Linked DNA regions of Gossypium arboreum: region 2 is linked to region 1. A link is a contact called in public Hi-C data. All regions are on one chromosome and are shown on one strand. Each heading gives the region's core, a stretch centred on a gene start, on an enhancer-like site or on the middle of the called end of the contact. The rest is flanking DNA. Distances are from core to core; before and after follow the strand shown. Region 1 holds the start of LOC108470946. Region 2 holds the start of LOC108465033 (probable protein phosphatase 2C 80).

Region 1 (6,151 bases), core at 2,447-4,946:
GTATGAGGTGTTACATATTAATTAAAAATAATTAAAACATAAAAACTTTAAACAACATAAAATAAAAATTACAAATGTATTAAGGAGAGGAATTGAACACAGGATTCCAAGATCAATTCATTATTATTTAACCATTTAACTAAAAATACTAATATATGAAATTTATTAATTAAAAATAGTAAAAAGCTTAAAACAACATGAAATAAAATATACCTAAAACCACTAATATTTAACCATCTCACAAAAAAATTAACTATATTAGAAAAGTAAAAAAATTGCGACTAAAAAGGCACGCACTTTCACACTTTCCAAAAAACCTTATTTTCTTAAAGTTAAAAAAAAAAACCAACCTATTTGACCAATTAACTTTTTTTCGACATGTTTAACTAATTTAACTGATATTTATATATATATATATATATATATATAATACACATATAAAAAAATTTGATCTTATTTAAGATCATTTTACCATTTCAACTTATTCTTCTTCATTTGCTTTTATAAAGATATTTGTCATATGATTTTATTTTTCACTCAATGTACCATAGTCTAGTTTTTAATTATGTGACTAAATCCATGTTGTTCCGTCACATTAGTATATAACGTGAAAAACAAAATTAGGTAATAAATATAGTTATAAAAATTTATATAAATATCAAATGAGGCTTTAAAAAATACAAAAATAAATGAAGTTTTGGTTAAATAATAAAATATAAGTGTTGAAAATTATAAAACTACGGTATTAGAATACCCTAAAAAATACTATAAAATAAAAGTATTTTATAAGAAAAACAGCTTGAAAAGAGGTTTTAATATAAAAATTTTATATAAAAAGGAATGAATCATTTTTATTTATTCAAAAAACAGGCATTCATAATTTACATGAAAAATAGATAAGATACAACCAAAATTAATAAATATAAATCATATAAAAGGTTAAAAAAATTGTAAGATCAATTTAATTTTATGCTAAAAATAACAATTATTATGATGATGTAATAAAAATCTGTTCAAAATATTTATAGCTTCGTAGGGTGTTGTTACTGTTGTAGTTACATCCCAATTCAAAGGATTGAGTGCAAAATTTTCAAAAGAATAGAGAACCTAACTAAACAAATACATAGTTTGTTTCTGTGAGAAAAATGTGTAACCATCAGACCAGACCAGACCACACTATTTGCTCTCTTAAACTTCGGCAGCATATCACCAAAATGAGAACACAAACAAAAGTAGTAATAAAGATTTGAAGCCTCACATTATTCACTATTTCCACTTGAAATCAACTTCAATCTACCTTTCTCTGCTCGTTTTACACCCTTCTGCCAAAAACATTAAAATTGTAACAACGCAAAGCTGAAGTCAATCAAATTCCATCCACTGAGCTAACAAATGGAAACAGCATCACATAAACAACTTTACTATTTCTTTAATTTAATTCATTCAATTGGTTTCTAACTGTAATTTTTCGCACCTACCTTTAAATTTTGAATGATATTTTACCTCTGAATCATTATAGGTAACAAAGTTTTCTACTATAAGACTGTTCGTTGAGACATTGAAGGGTGTAAAAGTTTAGTCATGAGTAGTCAATACCATCCAACCATGATCACATAATGACTATATAACCTATTGGATAAACAGGTTGTGCAGTATCCCCATGGTTCATCAAATTAAAGTGAAAACAACAGGAAGAATAACTGAAAGAATGACAAAAACTAATTGGTTAGATGTGCTTCCTTAAGTAAAACAGTGAAATCCCAAACAGATAAATAAAATCAAATGACACTTCGGCTAATTCAATTAAAGGATATCTCAGAGTAAAAGTAACCCCATTATCACGACATTCCAATTGAGACAATCATTAAAAGACAGGAAAACAGAAATTATCATGAGACTAAACATGCTGCAACCGTGCTCCAAGTACAAGAGCATATAACATGGTTATGTTATTCAGTATAGATCCCAGCATGAAGAGGAAGTCAACAATATCAAATCACTGGAACTCGTAGAACACCAATAAATAAGGGGAGAAGAAATCCATAGTAAGAAAAGAGAGTTTGCCTCAGCTCATTGTTCATTTGTTTCCTTACAAACACACTACATACAGCAAACAAAGGGTGTTTACAGCTGCAAATTCATGTCAAATTCAGATATGCTGCAACTGACAAAGAGGTTGAGAGGCACAAACCTACCTATTTCAAGTAGAAACTTTACCAAGCTCTGATGTCAATCAATTGACCTAATCCCTTATTCATTTTGGCCATATGTACCAAAGAATTCCATAATATAAAAACTTTAACCATCAAACCTTAAGTTTCCATCCCCTTGCATGTTCTGAAATATACCAAAGTCCTTGCACCACCTTGACAAATGCCACTTAATTGGACCTCAAACTCTAGAAGGGAAAAATCATCCAGATTAAGATTATCTTTAGCTTTGGCAGAACTAAGAACTGATTTCCCACCAAAAGAGGCAGACAGGTTGCTAGCAATCGTCAAGGACTAGTCTCTAGTGTGAATTACAAAAAAAGAAAACTTGATATTTCTTAATCCATAAAAGAATCGATAAAGCTAGAAGAACAACTTAGCTAGAATGGCATACCATGAAAACAATGACTATAGAAGATTAGCAACAAAATTTTATAGCTCCTGCTAGGGTGCTATGTGTATCCAACTTCTAGATCCCACCCACTTAATGCAAATTCCCCAAAAGGAAGATGAAGTTTCATAAAAGGATCAAGAGCAGAAATTATACTTGAATGAAATGTAAACTACGTATAAAACCCCAGAAGCAATTAAAGAAAAAGCTAGTTGCTTTTGTTCATCTACATGTAAAAAGTTTACTGAACAATCGCACGTTAAGCAAAGCATGTGTTTAATCAAATGCTGAAATGCAAGAATTATTCTAGATCACACGAAGATAAGCATAACTAACAATGAGAAGAAACCTAAATCCTCACCGTTGGTTGGACTGGAAGAGGATCAAGATCCACGGAGCGTATGGACATCTTAGCGATCTCACTAACTGCATCCTCTCTAACCCCAGGCACATCACTGGTCAACTCCTCGTAGGCAGCCTCAAATGCCTCTTGCCAAAACCTAGGTAATCTAATCCGACGGCTGTTAGTGTACACATCCCACATGTGCTTCACCACCTTCTCTCTCTCCTCCATTTCCTAACCGAAAATGAAACAAGAAAAAGAAAATAATTGAGTAGCGAGAAGTGAGAACAGAACTTCAGGCAAAAGCAGAATTAGAAAAAGAAAAAAAAAGAAGAGAAAATTTGTGGGGAACATACGAGAACGTCTAGATCGTCGTGAATATGGCTATCAAAATCATCTGAAAAACGGTTGAGGTTACCGGCTGACCACCGCAGAGTAACGGTGCCGGTGAACATCGACCAGAATGCCAATAACAAAATCGCCGCTAAAGCCCAGAACTTGTAACGACCTTTACCAAATAAACTCGAATCTGAGCTTTCCTTCTTCACATTCGCTAACGCCGTTGTTGTCGTTGCAGTTGTCGTCGGCAGAGTATCGTCATTCTTCATTTCTTTTTTTCTTCTTGCGTTCTTTGTTTAGTAGAAATGGTGTGGACTTGGATTTGGAAGGAAACCGACAAAGGGAACTGATCTTTGATTTGCCGTTTTAATTTTGATCCATTTGCCGTTTTGAGAGAAAAGGACTGAATTAGTAATTGTATGTAAATGTCATTCTATGCGGGCCACCACACTTGATTAATTTGTGGACGATATTGACCGTTGATGTGAATCTGATAATAGATTTGACCGTTTTGCCAGTGTTCTTGTCAATTTCATTTTCATATAACCCACCGACTCCACACGGCGCCGTCTCTCACTTTGAGATCGCATTTCATTTTAAGGACAAATTCTGCTACTAGTCCTTATACTATGAGTAAGTTGCAGATCTAATCCTTATACTCTTCTTAATCTTTGTCTTTCTTGAATATTGAAATTGATATTTCAATCCTAATCCAATTGGTAACAGCTAGGTTAGATTCTGCTATTAGTTACTTACTATGCTAAAATTGTGAATTTAGTCTCTAATTTTCAATTTAATCATTTTTAATTTTATACTTTTCAAATTTTGAAATTTTCATTTTAACTTAAATAGTACCCGTTAAATTCATTAATTAAAATGATATTATGCATATAATAATATATTTACTGCATTAAATTTTAAAAATAACATAAATTAATTTAATAAATTTAAAGTTTAGTTAAAATTGAAAATTTAAAATTTACGAAATTATTTGTAAGAATTTGAGTTAGCGGGAGGTAAAAAAAAGATTGGAGGTTTAGAATTAACTTTTTTAGTACAAATATTAATTTTAAATCATGTTGAACAATTAAACTTTTATTTTTCATTAACGAAATAAAATAAAATAAAATAAAACAACAATAATGTTCTAAGAGGCAATTAAGGGAGAAATCTATCCCAACCCAACAGACTAATGCTAGAGACATTGAAATTATTAGTGGCAAAATACAAAACCAAAATAGCTTAAAGAAAAGAAGGAAAATCATTCCAACCTAGAACGAAATGCTGATGATAGTGAGCTGCTCTATTAGCACGGAAGGATATTAGTTGAAATTGAGATTTCAAACGTAAATAGTCGTGAACAATGGTGCCAAACTAGGAGATGTCTTGCTTCAGTTTAGTACTAGCATGGACAGCCTCCTGGCAATCGATTCATGCAGCGAAGACAAAGCCTCTCTTATCGACATGATTTTAATAAGTTTCTGTTCCATCCCGACCCCCAACGATCCAGACAAGCCTTTGACAAAATGGCCAGAGGGGTCACAAACAAGAATCCCAAAGCCCCATCCACATTGCATTTCATCCAACCTTCCGGTGGTCTTTCCCAGCCATTTGAAGTACCTGCAGCTGTTTGAAACTTTCCCAAGCATCGTTCCAATCCTGCAAATAACCATCAGAAAAAGAACAATTCGATTAGGAGACTCGTCAACAGATTTCCAGCAAAGAAGGTTTCAATGGAACCATAAACTCCAAGCTATAAGCAAAACCCGATTCTGATGTGCAAGACCAGCATTTGAAATATAATACACAAGAAGTTCATGCACCGATTGGAAATTTGTGCTAATACCAACACACTGCCAAGCATCGGCAGCCTGAGAGCAATGCAACAAGATTGTTACGGTGAATTGATTTCATTTCTGTAAAATTCCCTTACCAGAATGTTAAGGGGCTGGAATTCATTGGAAAGAAAGAAGGGCTGCAACTTCCATCTGGTTTTGCGGCCAGCATTGCTGAAAAGTCAAACTGGAATTTGAAGATGGAGAGAGAGGGACGGTGAGTGGAGGGGGAGAGAGAGGGGGCGGTGGACGGGGAAGGGAAAGGTCATTTATTTTTATTTTATTTAATTATATTTTAATAAGACGATGACTTAGTGAAATTTTATTGTTGACATTTTTTTTTACTGAGGGCACTAACAGCAGGTATCAATTTCTATATCGGAATTAAAGTTTAGTATCATAAAAAAATAATTTAGGTACTTAACTCAAATAAATCTAATAGTTTAGGTAGCTATTATTAATTAAACCTTTTCATTTAAAAGATATTATGCAAATACTACTTTTTTCCCATATATATAAGCTTAAAGGAGTGGATCGATCAATATGCCAGCATGTAAAGTTATCTCTTTTTGAATATTTAAAGTATTACACAAAAGTGAAAAAGAAAGCAGAAAAATCAAATAGGAATACGAACCTTTTAGCATTGAGCATCTTGTAAAGCAAATGGCCAGTAATAAGTGTTTTTAATTATACAAATATTTTTAATTAAAATAAATTATATTATTTGAGGATAATTTAATTTTTATTTAAATAAATAAATAAAAATTAGTATATGATAAAATTTGAGTCCAAACCAATTATATTTGTAAAATTTTTAATTTAACACTCAACTAAAATTTTAATTTGATATTTTTATATATTTCAATTTTTATTATACACATTTTATTACCTTCATCAATTTTATATATATTAATATATTTGATTAAATTAGTATTACAAGTTAACTCGATACCAACTCAAAATTGATAAAAATACTGTAATAAATAATTTTAATCTATTTTTTATTTTAATATAGTACATATTTCATGCGTTA
Region 2 (6,151 bases), core at 1,856-4,355, 240 kb after region 1:
ATCTAGACAATTTTTTTTTTTCTGTAAAGTATAACTCATAATCTTCAATTTTCAGCTTTGCATATGAGTTGTGAGTTGTCTTTGAAGTTGAAATAAACCTCTCAGTGAGTTAACAGGTTCAAACAGCCTCTATTACAAAACTGTGCAAAACATCAACTATACTCACTGTCAATGGTATGTATCCTGGACCTACTATTTATGCTTGGGAAGACGACACTGTGGTCGTCAAGGTCTCGAATCTTACTCCATACAACATTTCAATTCACTTGTAAGAAAGTTGATCAGTAAATTTACTTCATTCTTTTTCCTCCTCTAGCTGTTTAGCTCACCATATTGCTAGTAAGCATAGGAGTGACATATGTTGGTTCGGTTTCTTATTAAAGGCATGGGGTCCGCCGAAGGCTAACATGCTGGTTTGATGGCCCTGCCTACATAACTCAGTGTCCGATCCAAGCAGGCCAGAATTTCAAATACAGGTTTACATTGTTGAACCAACGGGGCACACTCTTCTGGCATGCTTACATATCATGGCTAAGAGCAACGGTTCATGGTCCCCTCATTATCTACCCCAAGCAAGGAGTAGGTTATCCATTTCAGCCTCCCGTTGAAGAGCATGTCATTATACTAGGTAATCCATTTCGTATTCACCAAGCTACCTTGATCCGCAAGGATTCATCTGCATGTATCAGAAACTCGACATGATTTTAACCAAGCGGTGTTGTTTGGACAGGAGAGTACTGGCTTCGAGACGTCCAGGGCTTGGAAAGACATGTGAAAGAATCAGGAGGAGGTCCCCCAGGGTCAGATGCCTACACTTTGAATGGTCTTCCTGGTCCCCTCCATAACTGTTCTAGAGATGGTATATATGGTCTTTTAAATGCACTGAACAAACAAGTATATCTTAATTTCCATTACTGTTAAAACTACTGATGGTTGGTCTGTGGGGGGTTCTTTTCATTTAATATTGTGCAGATGTATACACCATTAATGTTTCAAAAGGGAAGAACTATCTTCTCAGAATCATCAATGCAGCCCTTAACATGGAGCACTTTTTCATGGTGGCTAACCATACTATGACTGTAGTGGAAACTGATGGAGAATACACAAAACCCTTCAAAACCACGTTCCTAATGCTGACTCCAGGCCAGACATACAACGTCTTGCTCAAAGCAGACCTGTCCATTGGCAAATACATGGCAATGGCCCCTTACATGCCAGCCAAAAACGTCCCCTTCTTGATGAAAACTTCTTGTGGGATTCTCCGTTATGCATCACCCACAGTGAAAGTAGACAAATTAGCTCAGAAGTCACGTGTGAAACGTCGATGACACCTCTTGAACCAATCATACCTAATGTAAATGACACTGCATCGGTTCAAGCATTCTCGGACCAAGTCAAAAGGCTATACCCAAACCACCAATGGTCCCCTGTTGATGTTCCTTTGACAATCGACAATTGGACTCAACGCGTTCAGCTGCGACGCACCTGACTCTGATAGATGCCAGGGGCCTGATGGGGGAATCTTTGCGGCTTCAGTCAACAATGTAACTTTTCGAAGACCAATGGTGTCTCTTCTGAATGCTTATTACAATAATTTACAAGGATATTATAGTACGGATTTCCCTGATAAACCAGAAAAGATGTATGATTTTGTAAATGGGGCTCCCAATAACATTAGTGTCGATACACAATCCGCAATAGGGACTCAAGTTAGTATCTTGGAACATGGTTGGGCAGTTCAAGTCATATTTCAAGACACTGGCACAGTAGGAACTGAGAAGCATCCCATACACCTTCACGGCTTTAGCTTCTACTTGTTGGGCACTGGTCTTGGCAACTATAACTCCACCACTGCACTTCTTAACTTGTACAATCCTTCCTCCCTATAGGAACACAGTGGGTGTGCCAGAAGGCAGATGGGCAGTCATTCGATTCAGAGCTGATAATCCAGGTGAATTTCATAGCTAAAAACCATAAAATTTTTCATTCAGTTTTGTTTTTATTTTGTCACCTTGATTACTTTATTAACTGTAATGAATAATTCAGGAATGAGGTTCATGCATTGCCATCTGGAAGTGCACACAACATGGGGACTGTCAATGGCTTTTCTAGTGAAGAATGGGAAAGGCAAAATGCAGAATTTGCCACCTCCACCTCCTGATCTTCCACTCTGCTGATCTGTAAATTTGTGCTGGGTTTTCCCTTTCGTACCATTTATCCCATTTTATTTTTATGTTTGCTAGTACGTAGACTATTGCCCAAGTTATATGAAAATAATGGATTTGTTTGGTTATTTGTTGAACTCAAGTAATGTAATTCCAAGAATAGTTCGACTTTTGTAAACCGTAATGGTTTATTGGGCTTCAGGACCATATAGACAACGAATAAGATGTTTAACTGGGTGTTTTCCCTTTTCTTTCCTATTTGGGCCAAATAATCCATTAATGGGCTCCATTGATTTTGGAGCATTTTTTTTACCATTTCTTATAGCCTTTAGCATTACGCAAAAAGAAAAAAAAAAAGAAGAAGAAGCTTTTAGCATTACTCAACTGATTAATTGATTGATGTAGCCCTTTTTATTAGTATCATTTAATTGATTTTTTTTTAGAAAGAAATTTTGATATCCAATAGCTAAAACTTATATCTAGGTAGAGACAAAACTTTTGGATGAGGCGACTCCACCACCACAACCTTGCTGTACCCCAAACCTAAAAAAAGAACGGACCTCGTCGCTCTTCAACTCCCCGCTTCGCTAACCCTCCATTTGTTTATTGCACCCACCCGTCCACGCCCCACCTTTGCTTAATCTATATTATAAAAATAGTCAGTCACCAACCTCCCACTGACCGTCACCTCATATCTCACACTCTTGTTGTGGGTTCCAATTTTTCTATAATAAATAAAATACCATCAAAATATAAATATAAGTTGAAGTAATTATAAATATTAAAGTATTAAAATAGATAGTTAAAAGTTAATTATAATACAAAATCAAACTATTACATTATAAGTAGGTTAGAAATTAATACAATTTAATCTAAAATTAATAAACTGAGCAAAACTAAAACTCACTTATTAACAACTGCACTTGAAGAGTTGAAAACTTACACAAAAAATTAAGCATGCAAGTATAGAACATAGTTACTCACAACTTTCATATATTTTTTCTATATAAAATTAATCATTTCTTATAACTTATGAACCATAATTTAATTATGGTATTAATATTTTCTATTAAATCTATTTTTTTTTCTATTAAATCTAGGTGGAAGAACTTGAAATAAATACATTTAAGTCCTAAGAATAGAGGGTTGGGTTGGGTACGTGTCCAAGAATGTATCACGTGTTTATCCTCAATACAGCGCTTGCCCTGAAAAAGTGAAACATCCGCAGCATCCGCAGAGCCGAAGGGAGAGGGAGAGAGGGAGAGGGAGAGGCAGCGAAGAAGCTCCGGAGATCGTCGATTCTCGTTTAGGTCTTTCTTCGGAGCTTCTTTCTTCTTTCTTTCTCTTTGCTTTCTTTCCTTTTTGTCTCTAACATTCAGGTGTCGAATAATACCAGATTAAGCCGCTTCAACAGGTTCTTTTTTTTTCTTTCATTATCAAGTTCTGCATTTTATTTGGCTATTGTCTGTAGTTTGTAGGTAGTTGTTGAGAGTTCTAGTTTTTGTGAATTATATTTCTCAGCATTTAGATTCTTTAAATTACCTACGTTTTTTTTTTCTTCTTTTTTGATGATTAAAAATTTAAAATTATCCATGTGTTTTTGTCATTGATGTATGCAGAATTCATATGTTTTCTTTTTATTGTATGCCAGAAATATTTAACTTTAAAAAGGCATTTGTACACTTAAGCTATGTTTTGGTTACTCGTTTCTTCTAATGCTCAAAAGTTGCTAAGAAAAGAATAAAAAACAATGTATCCAAAACCATTTTTCATGAGTAATATTATTATTTTTGTTAAAATCCAGTTAATATATTATTATTATTTTTTGATCTAAATGCAATTTGAATAATTCTTGAGCCATGTGAGTAGCTTAAGTGATTTCAACTCTTCCCATTCTTTCCTTTTTGTTGTTGAATTTTGTGAGCTTATGCATCTTTGCTACGCTCCTAAAGCCCAAACCTTAATGTACATAATACATATAATATAATATACCTCTATTTTGTCTGCTATTTCAGGTATTGAGACAAATATGCTTCCTTAGAGGAAATTGCTGGTAGGTGGTTACACGCGTGTCAACGTATAGCCTTTTGTTTGCAATACAAGGTCTGGTATTCTCTCAAACGGTGGTTGAATTAAGGGAACTTGATATAAGGGTTAAAGATGCCAGCAGTTGTGTTTTCTAAGCTAAAACCTGTTGTATTTACTGGTTTTCAAAGGTCTCTTACAGGAAAACAAGTTCCGTTGTCCGACTCAGCAAGTTCATTGCTTAGACAGCTCAAATTTTTGTCTGTGAATTCAGGGTTGATTCAGTCTTTCTCTTACTCTGGTAAATCTCTATCTGATAATAGTTGTATTCGGAACCTGTTTTGTCTTAGGGCAAAAACAATGGCTGTGTCTAGTTCCAAGGCTGTTTTCGGAGATGTTTATATGGATGAGTTGGTAGCAAGTTGTGGGAATGGCTTGGACTTCTTGAAACCTAGTGGGGTTTATTTTGCTGATCGAAGTCAAAGCAGTTGCCAAAAAGCTAGCCTGATTTTGAGAAAGCAAGAACAGCGCAACAATCGTCTTGTTTGTGGGTACAATTTTTGTGACGCAGTGCAGAGAAATACCGGATATAATCTTCCTTTTGGTCCAAGGATGAAAAATATCCACACATCATCTTTGTCTTGTACCTCTTCTAGGGCAGCTCATGATTTGTCATTTGATGGGAGTTCTAAGGATGAACGGGCTGCAAGTTTACCTGTAAAGAATGTCCTCTTATCTTCAATTTATTTTATATGTTACCATTTGTCCCTTCTTTTAACTTCTTTTTTTAATTTTACAAATTATATTTGAGTAGTAATCTACAAATACAATAATCTTTATACTTTTCTGATATTAGCTATTCTCAAGCATTTTAAGACGATATCTACACATGTACTTATTTTCCACCGTTTGGTTCTTTGGTGTTGATTTCAGAGCTATTCCAAACAAGAAAAGCTTTAGACTAGTTTCAGGGTCTTGTTATCTCCCACATCCTGCTAAGGAAGAAACAGGAGGAGAGGATGCTCACTTCATTTGTGCCAATGACGAAGCCATAGGGGTAGCTGATGGTGTTGGTGGCTGGGTGGAAGTTGGCGTTGATGCTGATGAATTTGCCCGTGAACTTATGTGTAATTCAGTGGCAGCAATTCAAGATGAACCAAAGGGTTCCATTGACCCAGCCAGAGTATTAGAGAAAGCCCATTCAAGCACAAAATCACAAGGATCCTCAACTGCCTGCATCATTGCCCTTACAGAGGAGGTTTGTTTTCTTTTGTTAATAAAGATGAGCAGAGACAATCTTTAGATGAATTTTCATTGACATTTATTGATGAGTCCACTAGGATATGATACTTACAAGGAAACAGAAAAGCTTTCTTAGATTCTTTTTCATTGTTCTTCATGATTAACTTGCTATTGGTTTTTATGATTTAATAGGTGTGGTGAGCTCTACCTAACTTGTTCCGCAAGTTTTTTAGCTTATTATGCCCACATCCAAACAAAGAAAGAAGAAAATTCATTTTCTTAAAATATCAGACTTTATTTCTTCAGGAAAAGTAGTTAAGCTTTTAAATTTTACTCTTGGTAAAGTTGTATGTTGCAGAGTTCCTCTATTCCTGAGAACTGAAGTCCTAGCCACATTATTAGTTATTTTGTGAACTTAGCAAGAGCATTTGACTGCATGAACACATGAACCTATTGAAATATCTGTCTTTTCTTATTTACATTCATCAGTTTCCGTATCTCAATCCGTGTTTTAGGTGGATCGACTGCTATAATCTCATTCCTTGTCTGTATACTGGAATATGACTTGTTTTTAATGGCCGTAAAGAATTGATCTAGCTTGATTTTTAGAGCTCATTGGATTGCTCAGTTGCCCGAATCTAAAAAGGTCGATAAGATTTTAGCGATCAAATTATATCCCATATGATATCATGTAGTTTACTACTCTCAACAGGGGATAC

Evidence for each region. A called contact is a pair of places that touch in the nucleus more often than the background predicts.
Region 2: a Hi-C map of leaf shows a contact between it and region 1, with 2.7 times the contacts expected there. The contact joins the promoter of LOC108465033 here to the promoter of LOC108470946 in region 1. A contact is called at or near these places in 2 of 5 Hi-C or Micro-C datasets (both in leaf).

The regions. Positions count from the first base shown.
Region 1 is chr11:27,979,635-27,985,785 of ASM2569848v2, forward strand. LOC108470946 reads right to left here and starts at 3,697. Exons shown (of 3, transcript XM_017772478.2): 1 at 3,301-3,697; 2 at 2,963-3,178; 3 at 986-1,319. The coding sequence starts at 3,552. The coding sequence ends at 1,260. LOC108473203 reads right to left here and starts at 5,379. Exons shown (of 2, transcript XM_017774738.2): 1 at 5,217-5,379; 2 at 4,420-4,942. The coding sequence starts at 5,290. The coding sequence ends at 4,675.
Region 2 is chr11:28,216,008-28,222,158 of ASM2569848v2, forward strand. It overlaps LOC108465033 (probable protein phosphatase 2C 80), which reads left to right and starts at 3,106. Exons shown (of 6, transcript XM_053020883.1): 1 at 3,106-3,579; 2 at 4,181-4,450; 3 at 4,541-4,916; 4 at 5,140-5,448; 5 at 6,145-6,151. The coding sequence starts at 4,326. It also overlaps the pseudogene LOC108465025.